2 separate regions of the Oryzias latipes genome follow, and region 2 is linked to region 1. A link is a contact called in public Hi-C data. All regions are on one chromosome and are shown on one strand. The core of a region is the stretch at or near the end of the contact, and the rest is flanking DNA. Distances in the headings are between cores, read along the strand shown.

Evidence for each region. Hi-C and Micro-C count contacts between places; a contact is called where the count stands out from the background.
Region 2: a contact with region 1 is called in a Hi-C map of embryo, with 2.1 times the contacts expected there. The contact joins the enhancer-like site here to the promoter of rspo2 in region 1. A contact is called at or near these places in 3 of 5 Hi-C or Micro-C datasets (embryo and fibroblasts).

Annotation. Positions count from the first base shown.
Region 1 is chr16:3,378,861-3,385,077 of ASM223467v1, reverse strand. It overlaps rspo2 (R-spondin 2), which reads left to right and starts at 3,889. Exons shown (of 5, transcript NM_001252245.1): 1 at 3,889-3,988. The coding sequence starts at 3,889.
Region 2 is chr16:3,470,724-3,476,940 of ASM223467v1, reverse strand. It overlaps emc2 (ER membrane protein complex subunit 2), which reads right to left. Exons shown (of 11, transcript XM_004086631.4): 9 at 4,722-4,832; 10 at 2,417-2,521. Among protein-coding and RNA genes, the nearest start is that of emc2, 25 kb to the right of the region's middle. Within about 2 kb of position 3,555, at least 1 of the 8 cell types and tissues checked has an H3K27ac peak or open chromatin away from gene starts, as enhancers often do. A contact at or near this core is called in embryo, where this site is marked.

The DNA of each region.
Region 1 (6,217 bases), core at 2,640-5,139:
TGCCCGTAGAACTAATGTTATAAAAGAGTTTGCAGCCACTTCTAAAAACCCACTTTGATAAAAAGAAAAATATGTTTCTGGTTTTAAAACATGTTTTTGTGTCATTTTTGTATGATGGAGGACATATCTAAAGAAAATCGAGCTTAACATTGCATTTCTGAGTCTTTCTTTTTTCTAAATTGCTGTGAATGAAGAGCTGAGCTCCCAGCACTCAGCCACAGGGAGGGGAAGGGGGGGTGGGATTGCTCTATGCCAATAGTCCCACCCACAACTCAGAAGCCAATGTCTGATAAACTCCTGCCGCTATACAAAATAAACAGTTTTTTTTTTTTTATTTTGACTAAAAAGGGTATAACGACCACGGAAACAAGAGATGATCAGACTGGAACTTTAATATGTGAAGCTTTGGTTGAGTTTGAAGACCGTAACAGTCAAAAATGATGCTTTATTTCAAAAGGACAGAGTTGAAGATTCTCTCCATCAACCATTTTAAATGACAGTTAAGCCTGCTCTTCAGTGCCACTTGGTTATTGACGTTCCACTGACTTATTATTTCAGCAATCGAACCACTGAAACAGACCTGAACAGAAAAGATGCTGTTCTAGGAAGGACTGAAAATGCTTTGATCCCAATCCATCAGTCTGCTTGTTTAAAGGCTGGCAATGGCCATCCTCAAGTCGCTTAATGCACCTCTGACGTCTGATGTACGTATTCTTCAGATGTTTAACCCTTGTCCTATCCTAGGCACTTCAACATTGGGAGTTGGGTCATCTAGACCCACTAGACAGTGCTCTGAACCTTTTTTCTTCAATGATTTGTGATCTTCACTGGTGTCCATGGATTACATGAAATCTTTCCACCTTTATCCACCTTTGTCATGGTAGAGAGAACACGTCAATGTAAGGGTGGGGTCATTTTGACCCCACAATATATCACAAGGGTTAAACCTCTATTGAACATCTGTGGAAAGAAAGAAAAAACTTTAAAGCTGAGACAATTGGAACTCTTTTCCCAAGAGAATCCACCTATCCATTTTCAATACCCGTTTGGAGTCATGGGGTTGCTGGAGCTCACCCAGCCACTGAAGGACAAAGGCGGGGTTCATCCTGCACGGGTCGCCAATAACCGTGAACCAAAACAACTGCAAATAGGGGCAAAGGTCTTCTTGACAGTAACAAAAAATGCTTGATCCCTGCAATTGGCTCCAAAAGTTGTGCGACAAAATCTGAGGTGAAAGTGCCACCCTTTTTGTCTATGCCTGGTTGTTCTTCAAATGGATTCTGTTGAACAGCCTAAGATTAATTTGTGGGTTTCTAGGAAACTTTTATGTAGAAAGGTTCCACAAATGCTTTAGGTTTCTTGAAGCTGCATTGCATGCCTTCAAACTCAGCATTAAGGATCTGAATTGCATTAAAGGTGCTCTGATTGGCGTTGGGAGCTGAGGTCCAAAGGTTAACTATGGCTTTGACATCAGATCCATGACAACAGTTTCCTCTCAATATCAGCTGAAGGGCTACTGGGAAACGTTTAGATCGTATTACATCAAATGATCCAGATTTGATCTCCCTTGTTTTTGAAAAAAGATTAAAAACTGTTGATAAACACTTAAAGGGCATAGTTTGTAATTGTACATTTTGGAATTTTCTGAGTTTTGGACATTGAAAATGCCATCTTGGAATATTTGGGGACTCTTGACATTTCAGATACTGACGTGTTCCTCACCACCCTGAGCTGGCTATTTTTTCCCTCCATCTTTCTGCCCTTCAATCAGTCAAACAGTGATGAAATCTCCGCCTGGATCATCTGATGAGTCGAGTACACAGCAGCTCCCCTCATTGCTGTTATGGCTTCCAGGGCGCAGAGCCAGACCATCCAAATGCTGACGTCACCTCCTCTTCTGTGCACTGCAACGAGCAGCAGCAGCAGAGGGAGATAGGCGAGCAAAGTGATTGGTTTACCGGCCCCCTTTTTCTCCATGACACATCATGAAATAAAGGGACCAGAGGCCTAAATGATCACCTTCACCTTAACCGTGCACTCTTAGATGTTGTTTCTAGAAGGGATTCCAAACCAGGGGCATGGCTGCGGCTGACCACACCGTCTGTCACCACTCTCTGGAGGAGCGCATAAACAAAGCCAGGACAAAGGTCACCATAGGTTTTCCAGCAGACATTATTAAACACAGATTTTTTCCCCCCTTTCTTTACCTCCTGAAGTACAGCAACGTATATAAGTGATCCACGATCTGTGATACATTTCACTGTCGGACCCCACACTTGTAGATTCCCTGATAGAAAAACCACTTCAAATTAATTCCTTTAAATTAAAAACGGATTAAGTGCCACACCTAGTGGTTGCGGGGGGTAAGACATTCCTGTTTTCTAGATGCTGAAGAAAACATTCCCACAATTTTGCCTCCTCTTCCTCCTCCCCCATGTGGTTTGCTTCCCCACACTTAGGTGTGGATTACCTGGTTCTTCTGACAGCAGCTGCGTCTCTCCTGATGAGGTGAATGAGAGTGAGGATGAGGATCACCCCAGTCCTCTTAAGTCTTCATTCATTTATATAAAAAAGGAAAAGACTTTATGAAATCCTGATGTTGTTTCACCATTGATTTCCTATTAGAGACAAGTTCAAAGAAGGTCTGAATCTTCAGCAGAGATGGGGTCACTAATGCTGAGCAGAAAGTCGGACAGAAAAATTTGCACTCCTTTATGATTGATTTGGATCCTAATTCGAATAGTAAAAGCATATTTAAGATGTTGATATAACCAGAAATCCCATGGTCCACCGCAGACGGTCTGAAATTCCATTACCTCTGAAAAAAAAGAAAAGACAGAGGAAAAATGTTTTTCTTCCCAGAATGTTCCAACTATTTGCGCTCACTAGGACCCAGAGGCGATGTCGAACCGGCCCACAGTGAGTGAGCCAGTGCGCGGGCGCTGGGGGCCACTTCGCGCAATGCCACTCTAAAACATCCCCAATAAAAGGAAACACAAGTGGAAATCTCTGCACGTGACAGCGACACGCCGCTATATCGCTATATGAGGTGAAGGGCAGCGCGCATCAGGACCAGCGTGGACTCAGTCACGGCTCAGCCTCTGCGCGCGCTCCACGCACTGGCCGGCTGCTGAATTTTAACCAGCGAAGCAACACGTGAGTTTTTCTGTTGCGGGACTGACTCCTGAGGGTGGCACCGCAGGTACGCAGGAGGCCAGCGGAACTTTTAACAGAGCTGGAGGAGAGGAACCCCAGATCCCCTCCCTTCCTCCTTCCCTCCCTCCCATACGCTTCCACATTTTTCCTTCCTCTTCGGACCTCTGTTCTCATCTGAAGACCGAACTCTGACAGGGATGCTGCACGTTTCCGAGCCGCACTTGCACTCAGCAGGAACCTGAAGCGGGATCACTCTTTACCTTTACCCCGAGAGGTGCGCAACATCATTTCGAGGAGGATTTTGGACACTTTTACGCACACTTTGCGCTTTTTTTCTTCTTCTTTTATCTTTGAAGAGGGCTCCTAAACATTTGCATCTGCGATAGTTCCAACACATTTACACACAGAAGAGGTTCGTTCATCCCTTCATCAACAGGATAGTTGATTTCGTCACTCTTATCAATGAAAAAACCCATTTGGTTTTTCCTCTCCAAACAAGGACATTTGTGTTTTTAACTTGTTCAAAGATAAACTCCTCAGAGAAGATGATTCCGACAGGAAGCGCGATGCCATGTAGCATCTCTGATGTTGGACACTTTTGAGGATTGACTGAAAAAAACAACCTGAAAGGAGGTATCCCAAAGTGACAGAGCTCATCATACGAGGCGCAGGTTTGCGCTTTTCTTTTTATTTCTTTTCTTTGTTTTATTTGGAGTCCACATAACAGCCCAGATGCAGTTTCGACTCTTCTCATTTGCCCTGATCGTTTTGAACTGTATGGAGTACAGCAACTGTCAGGCGCCGTCGCATCGCTGGAGGAGAAACAAAAGAGGTAACCCCGAGGTTAAAACGGGCAGAGCATCTAGTGGCATCACTGGATTGAGAACTCTCCGTGTGCGCATGTGTGTGCCTGAGAGGGAGACACTACCAGGCATAAATAAAGATCACTTACACTTTGTGAAAATGTGTCTTTACGCACGCTCCTGGAGCACACGAGAGCAGGCGGAAATTCCGGATCAAGCGCGCGTAAAACAAACTTATGAAAGTCAAACAAATGCAGGATTTTTTTTTAATTATATTAGATTTTGATGCAGCTCAATGTGAGCAAAACTGTTCCCTGAATGCAATGTGTGTAGTAGCGGATTCGGAATCCTCCGCCTTGAACACATGAGTCGCACATCTCCACTCCAACTCCCTAAGCTGGTTTTAATTGATCTCATAACCACTTCGAGTCGGTCGGAAACCCACAGAACAATCGCTCAGCGGAGTCACGCGGGGGGTGGGGGCAGATCTGCTCCTTTGTTGTAATTCCGAATGAATGAGGGTCCGTCGGGTTGGGAAGGTGGTCCCCGCAGGGCCCTCCTCAGAGCCGTGGCACATCACCGACATCCTCGGGGCGCGGAAAGTAGAAGTTCCACGGCAATCACATATATAATCGCATGCGCAGCGTGCCAGGGGGAACCTCTGCACTCTTCAAGCCCGGCGCTGCCCATCTGCAAATAATCAGGCAATCACAGCGGGATACTGGCACACACACGGTTTTCAGCTCCTCTGCGTTTTTCTTTCTCCGCGCGCAGCGTGAGGGAGACTCTGCACGTCACGGTCTGATCACTCTTTTTACAGGTTATGTAGGATAGCCAAGCGGCGCTGTGCGCATGAGAGCGCGGCACAGACAGAGAGGGGAAAGTGAAGAGCTGTGGATGATGAGATCAAGAGGTTCAATTGCAGGTTTGACCTGCAGGGAAAACTTCAAGATGAGCGCAGTAAGCTGGACATTAGTGTTACTGCCAGCTCTCAGAGCGGATGTTACACGTGTCAAACTAATCCCGTGCAAATATGCGCAGGTTTTTCCCTTTAAAGAAATATTAAGCTGGGCTGGGAGGGAGCAGAAGTGGCATTCTAAGAAAGCAGCGGCAGTCTGCCAAGCTCTCCATATCTGATTCATTCCTTATATTCATCACAGTTCTATAGGAAGCATCCCGTACAAATCCATGTTCAGCAGAACCAGAAAAGCCCAAATAGTACCCCCCCCTCCCCTTCTCCTGGCAGCTTTATATAGAACTTGTCTTTTTAAGCGTTTCTTTATTGATGGGACGTTTGTTGACAGCAAACTGTTAACTTGGGTAGCTTCACATTCATACCTGGGAGCTGCCCAATACAACCACACATGCACCTGTGGCCACTTAGCACGCTTCACTGGAGCAAACTGGGTCTAAGGCCTTGCTCAAGGGCTCCACAGAAGTAGGGCAAACATGTGTTTCAACCAGACCGAACCTGTCAATGCCAAGACTCGAACCAGTGACCCTCCAGCAAATCTATGCTGCTGTCTGCTCAGACCCAAAGATCTTTGAAACTTTGCTCCTACAGTTCATCAGAGGAACAAAACACCCCCCTGTGTGTTTTAGCGAACCGCTCTCTGAATGTGTGGTCACGGATGTGCCGCGCACAGCAGCATCGTTCAGTGAGGTGTTGTCAGAATGATGAGGGAATATGGTGACCTTAGATCTCTGTGCCCCTTCAGTGCCCCTTCATGCCTTCCTCTCACAGCACACGGCATGATCCAACGACCCACACGGCAGAGGTAATTCTGCACATTCTGTTTCTCCCAAATGAAATGCAAAACAGATGAAGACGTATATTAAATTTACACCTCCTTACTTCCAATCCTGCACACTAGAAACAGGAAAATTATGCCAGTGAGCCCTGCTAGGATATCATAGCGAGACGCAGGGGTATTATTTTTCATTTTTATTCTCTGGCTAATGATGCCACCTGCTGACTACATAAAATCAAGCTGAGTACCGGCGCTGCTGTAGGGAACACAGATGCACAGAGGGGTTCTAAGCTGTTTACACACGTAATGAATAAGTAACGACGGTCAAGAGTGGGGAAAAGTTGCCATGTAATGCTTTTAACCCTTCCATGGCTATATTGGAATCCCAAATTTGAATTCCCAGCAGGCCTCAGCCAGTTTCAGATCATGCTCAGCTGTGTAATCTGCTACTCAGCAGCAATCCCACATGTTTTGGAGGGAGGACCGTGATTACATGAAAGCGTCTCG
Region 2 (6,217 bases), core at 2,306-4,805, 92 kb before region 1:
GAGACCACCACATTAACTCCTGCCCTGCTGTACAACAGCAGGAGCAGAACAGGCAGCTCAACATCTACTTAGAGTATCTGATAATAGAGTCAGGAGGCAGCAGAAGTCTGTGCGCCGTGACACAGGAGCTAATCACAGAATTTGTTTAGAGAGTTCAGGCAAGACATCAAGTGTCACCGAAAGCACTACATGTCCACTACATGTCCAGGCTTTCTGCATGTCAGCCAGCCCCACCAAAGAAATTACAATGCTTCAAAGTACTCCTCATTCAGTCATGACCTCTGGAAGACGTCTGCTCCCACTTGCGCTCACCTGCCCACCTTTTCCTGACACTGAGGTATGACAATCACCAGGTATTCAAGTCTAATAAAACAAATGCAACACTTTTAAGAGGCCATCAATCAGCTAGCAGTCCCACAGCAGCAAGCATCTGTTCGCCTGAGAGCTCAGAAGTTGCTTAACTGGAGGTGGGAGTGAAGAAATAGACAGGAGTCCTCACACCAGTGCTTATACAGCACAAACCCCAAAACTGTCCTAAAGTGGATGGTGCTGCATGAATCCCATACATGGAATATCCTTTTATTACAGTTAATCCTTTAAAGTCCTTAAATGCTTCTATGAATTAACACGGTCAGGCAACAAAGCACGTTTCTGCTGCTGATGATACTCAGCAGCACTTCCCTATTAAACAAGGAGCAGTCGCTCAGACTTCTAACATGTCACTTTTAGACCAGGAAAGTTTGTAATTCTTACATAAATCACGTTTGGAGAATCGTTTTAATTTCCGCAATACATCGAAAATCAGCAACATGATTTTCTTTGAATGGTAAAGGAAAATTTAATAATGCATTTTTTACTTCAAGATTCGACTACTGCTATTATTTATTATCAAGCTGGTCTGCAGATTTTCTGAAGGACCTTTAGCTGATTGAAAGTGCTGCAGCCAGAGTTCTAAAGAAAATTGGATCGTATTTCACCAACCGTAGCTTCTCTCCAGGTGCTTTCTCTGAAAAGCAGAACAGAACTCAAAAATCAAAGTTCTAAATAGACCAGCTCAATCTCCTCACAAAGAGCAAATAGTTCTGTACTTTCTAAGTAGAGGATCAAGCTTAGTTGTATCCACCAGGATTCTGTGCTGAACAAATTAGTTGCATGAGTATCCATTTTTGGCATTCAACATTTTTATTTCTGTTCATTATGGGCAAACACTCCCATTTTACTCTCCTTTAGTGGCATGGGTTAGTTTTGCTTTCAAAGAATCTCACTTTCTTTAAAGAAGTAGAAGCTTTAGTACACTGTTATAACATATTTCTTTCTAGGAAAGTTGGAGATGAGTTGTAGCTGTAGCTTTGAGTTTTTTGGTAGTTCGGCTTTTACTGCCTTAGTGGTCTGATGGTTGAGTGTCTGCCCTAAGACTTTGTGGGTTTGAATCCCCAGTTGGGTCATACCAAAGACTCTAAAAATGGAACCAAGTGCTTCCCTGCTTGAGCATGTAACTGGGTGCAGCACTAAACGACTTACTGGCTGTGACTGCAGCTCACTGCTGCCGTAAGGGATGGAGGTCAAACGAGGAGAATGAATTTCTCCCCACACACTTTGAGTGACAATAATGGCATTTTAGCAATAATAAGATGGCAAAAATGAAATGGGATAATGAAAGACTAGTTAATATTTAAAAAGATTCCACTGGATTTTAGATTTTTTTTATTAATACTTAACCAATTACCAATATTCCAGGTCTAGTTTTAAATCCTCTATTATAAAGTCTGCAGCTTAAATTTCTGTTCAATAATAACTTTCATTTTTTACCCAATTACTTCATTTAATTTTTGTTTGAAAATGATGTTGGTAAAATGGTTAAAAAAAAGACCTTTTAACAATGCAAGTCTGAAGAACAGTAGGGGATTTGTGAATTTAAGAAAACCTAGAATATCTTCAACTCTACTTGTAATTGTCAGCCTCCAAAAGGCCATAAGGTCCTGCTACAGTTCAATGCATCTGCTCTCTAAATCTGCTTGCGGCTCCTGTCTGAAACCAGTTTGTGACGTGAAGTCTTCGCAGACATTGTGGCCTTAAGTCAACACATTAACAGTAAATGTACCCAGACACACCGAAAGACTTGAAGGTTGTTTTCACAGTTCTGTGTGAGTAGAAGGGAGTAAATCAGGCTTGGCATGCATTTGTTGGTCAACAGGCTGTAAATACGTTTGGTGCCCTATGCAAATGAGGGGGTTTTAAGGATGTCTGAATATTGTGCGCCAACACCCTAAAACACAACAGAAGAGCACGATTGGTGGTTTCCAGCGTCTGGGTACAGGAAAAAGTAAAATCGACTTTCAGTAGAGGACAGAGGAAGCAAAAAGAAAAATGCAGTCAGGCTAATTTCACAGCTACGCAAGAGCAATTTGTGACTCACCTTGTAGGCTCTATTTATTTGAGTGGCAGCCCAGGCAGCATATTTTATATTGTCCTTTTTCACCTTGGCACTGACTTTAGGACTGGAAGCGATGTGACTTGCAGACTGCAGGAAAAATAAAAGAGGGGTGGGGGGCAATGGAGGGAACAGGGAGAGAAGTGTTCTCATATCAAAACTTGGTGTAACAGCAATAAAAGGATAATTGAGATGAATATGCAACCACTTTTACCATCTTCCAATCCACTAGTCATTGTGGCAGAATGAAGAGAAAAAGCAGACCTTGGCCTGATGACACAGGGGAAATCATTTATGGGGAGGAAAAACTGAGTGCTTTAATGCCTCATACGTAAATTGTCACTTAACGGGCCTAATTTCTCAAACGCCGTCGACTCTGTGCGATGAAAGGAGCTTGTATCTTTCAAAATAGTCCCAACATGAAGCGAAAGGAGGAGCTTGTGAATCACGGTCTGGGCCTGCCCGACAGCTCTGCTCAGAACCACAAATCCCATGTCTTTCCCATGTTCCTGCCATCATCTCCACACAGCAAACCCCAGAGGGCTTAGCCTTCCTGCACTTCAAAGCCCTCTCCACCAACGTGCTGAAACCTTAACTACACACCAATCAACCTGGCTCTTTTTTTTTCTTCTTCAAGAAAATGGTTTGGCTTCTGTATTTGTTTTTAGTAAGCATTTTCTCTATTTCTATTTTTTTACCTCGAGAAACCTCAATTTAGATGATGTCAGCCCTGACAGGCTATCCCTGAATAACAGCCTGGGCCATTATGGAGGGGAATCCCCATGCATTGGTTGTCAGAACGCAACCCACAGCCCAGCTGTGGTCAGCACCAAGTCCACTGTCACACTGACTCAAGATGCTTTAGGATGGTGAAAGTTTTTGTCCTTTCACTGAACTTCTTCCACCTGTCACGATCTGAACCACAGAGACTAGCTGACAATCTGTAAAACACACTCTGGGGACAGATTTACGACTAAAAAGAATAAACTCCCACCTCAGGTGCTCATTAAAAACCTAAGCATCAGGGAACGACTAGCCTAAAAAAGTGCTGCTTAATCCCCCAACCTCCTTCAGCTAACGTGTTGCACATGTCATACATGTGACCTTGCCCTGCCCTCCCTCCTGCTTGTGTGAGCTTTGACAGGTGATGGGCTGCTTTGTGTTGTTTGGACTAAGTGAAGTGAACAATGGAGGAACATGTGGGCCCCTCCGTGTGAGATCTGCTCCCCTTCTGTAACCTTTCTTCCCTTTTTTAACACTTTGTGGTTTTATGTCCGCTCTACCTTTCACACCATTCAGGCAACTTCCTCTTTAAAAATAAAAAATAGACCACAATCAAATAATTACAGGATTTTTCATTCAGACTTGTATTTTGAGGATCGGCTGCTTTGTTTTTTTTTCTTCTTTATAATCATCTTGTTTTCAAACTTGAAGTACTGCATTTTAATTGTTCTAATATGTACACAAATATTACTAAAAGGCTTACTACAACACAGTATTTATGTGAATCCAGTGTGTCTCACAGCTGGTTTAACGCAACAATTTCTGATAAACCCCTTCTTAGGAGATCTGAATAATGGTAAAATTATGAATTTAGTTTTTTTTGTTCTTTTCTTTTTTCTTACATCAGGTAATGGTTTCCAGTGCAACTATTTCACATTTTCAAAGTAAGATCAGTAGTCGTGAAAAACTTATTACCAGACCCAAACAACACTGCTGTTTAAATGGAAGTCTAAAAATAAAAAGATTTTGAATTGAATGGGAAACAGAGTTAAACCTTATCATGAATTGATTAAAATGTCTTAAAGTGATTGGGGAAGTTGGCGGTGATACACTGCTCTATACAGAACAGATGTTTAGGGTTGATCAGATCAGCTCCTGCAGCAGAACGTCGAGTGAAAAAGCAGCTGCTGGGGTTTGAGGGAAAAAGCTTGTTGTTTCAAATATGAATGAAAGGCTTTTCCACTGCTCTCAAAAGGTAAACAGTTTGTTTTACTTGACTAACATGAAATTAGAACTAAAATAAAGTTGAACAAAAGAAGTTAAATAGAATCTAATAATATTTCCAAAGAAAAACTGCTCCAAACAGACAGATTTTCTTAGCTGAAGTCCACTTTCTGAGTCAGCAGTGACCTTTCTGAGGGCCTCCTCCCCACCCCCCCAAACACATACATACATAGTCCAGTCTAATTTAACTCACACTGTGGCCAGCCTCAACCTTGACAAACCACATGGTTACAAAAAAGCTTCTGCTGGCTTCTCTTTTTTCCTCATACAACACAACACTCACCATATACAGCCCGAACAACGCCCTCATGTTTCGGTTGTTCAGCCTCAGCGCCTGAGCAAAGTACTTCCTGGACAGCTCCATGTTTTCCAGCCCCCCCTGGGTGTACTTCACCTGTGTGAGGAGGCATTAGACATGTATTAGTAGTAGAGATGGTACAATTCCTGGTTTAAAACTTAACCTTATGTTACACCATTGAATTGAATTGAAGGGAAATTGAATTGTTGCATCCCTACTGCAAACATTTGCATACGTATATGTTAAATTTGTCTTGTGATGTATTACACCAGGATAAGCTGAGTAAAAGGTTTTTCTTTATTGTTACTTGTGTAATAAGCAAATTAAAAGATTTCTCTAAATGATTAGTTTTGTGTTGTTTTTAGGAGGATGTCCTTTGTTCAATGACAGAGGAAGCTTCCTTCACCAGAAGGAGGAGCATGTTCATCAGCGAAATACACAGACAGACGGAGGAAGTCTTTTGTCCCTCATGCTATGAGACAATACAACAACCTGACTGAGCATGTCTATGAAGACTCTCATTCATCCAGGTTGGTTCCATTGTAGTATGTTAGGGGATGTCATCTGGACTTGGTTTTAAAGTTGGAAGACGTTTCACCTCTTATCCAAGAGGCTTTGTCAATTCTGAATTAGCTGGTCTAAGAGCTGGTATATATGCGCTCATGGGGGAGGAGTCAGACCTGAAACTGGAGGTGTTGTCCACTTAGCCTACGTGGTTTCGGGTCGTTAATAGTCCTTTGTCCTCAGCTGGGGGTTGGGGAGCCAGTGACTCCCTCTCCAAATGGTCGTCTCTTTCAGCTATTAACGACCTAGGTGGAACTGGTTTGGTTTGTGTAGGTTTCAAAACACTGCCGTAGATTGATGGAAGAATAAACCTGAGACCACCATTCTTATTAAGAGAAGGTTTATCCTTCTTGACAAAGATGGCTTCTTTCACTCCTCGCTCAAACCATCCTTTCTCTCTGGCTAGAATTTTGACTTCACTGTCCTCGAACGAGTGGTTTGTGGCCTTCAGGTGGAGATGTACTGCAGACTCAGGTCCACTTGGGTTGGCTCTGCGATGTTGGTAAAGCCGCTTGTGTAGCGGTTGTTTGGTTTCTCCTATATACTGTTCATTGCAGTTCTCTTTGCAGTGGATAGAGTACACAACATTACTCTGTTTGTAGCTGGGAATTTTGTCCTTTGGATGAACCAGTTTCTGTCTGAAGGTATTGACTGGTTTGAGATGAACTGGGATGTTATGTTGTTTGAAAATCCTTTTAAGTTTTTCAGACAGGCCTGACTGAGCATCACAAGTTGTCAACCTCAATGAATTTTCATTTTTTAAATTTCTAGGTTTTTTTTTTGTATTTTATTTTATTTTCTGAACATTTTATGGATTTATTAGATATTTAAAATTAATTTGTTAGTATTTTCAACTAATACATTTTAATATTGATTTTTTTATGGCTTTATTCTTTTTTTTGTTTATTCTATATATA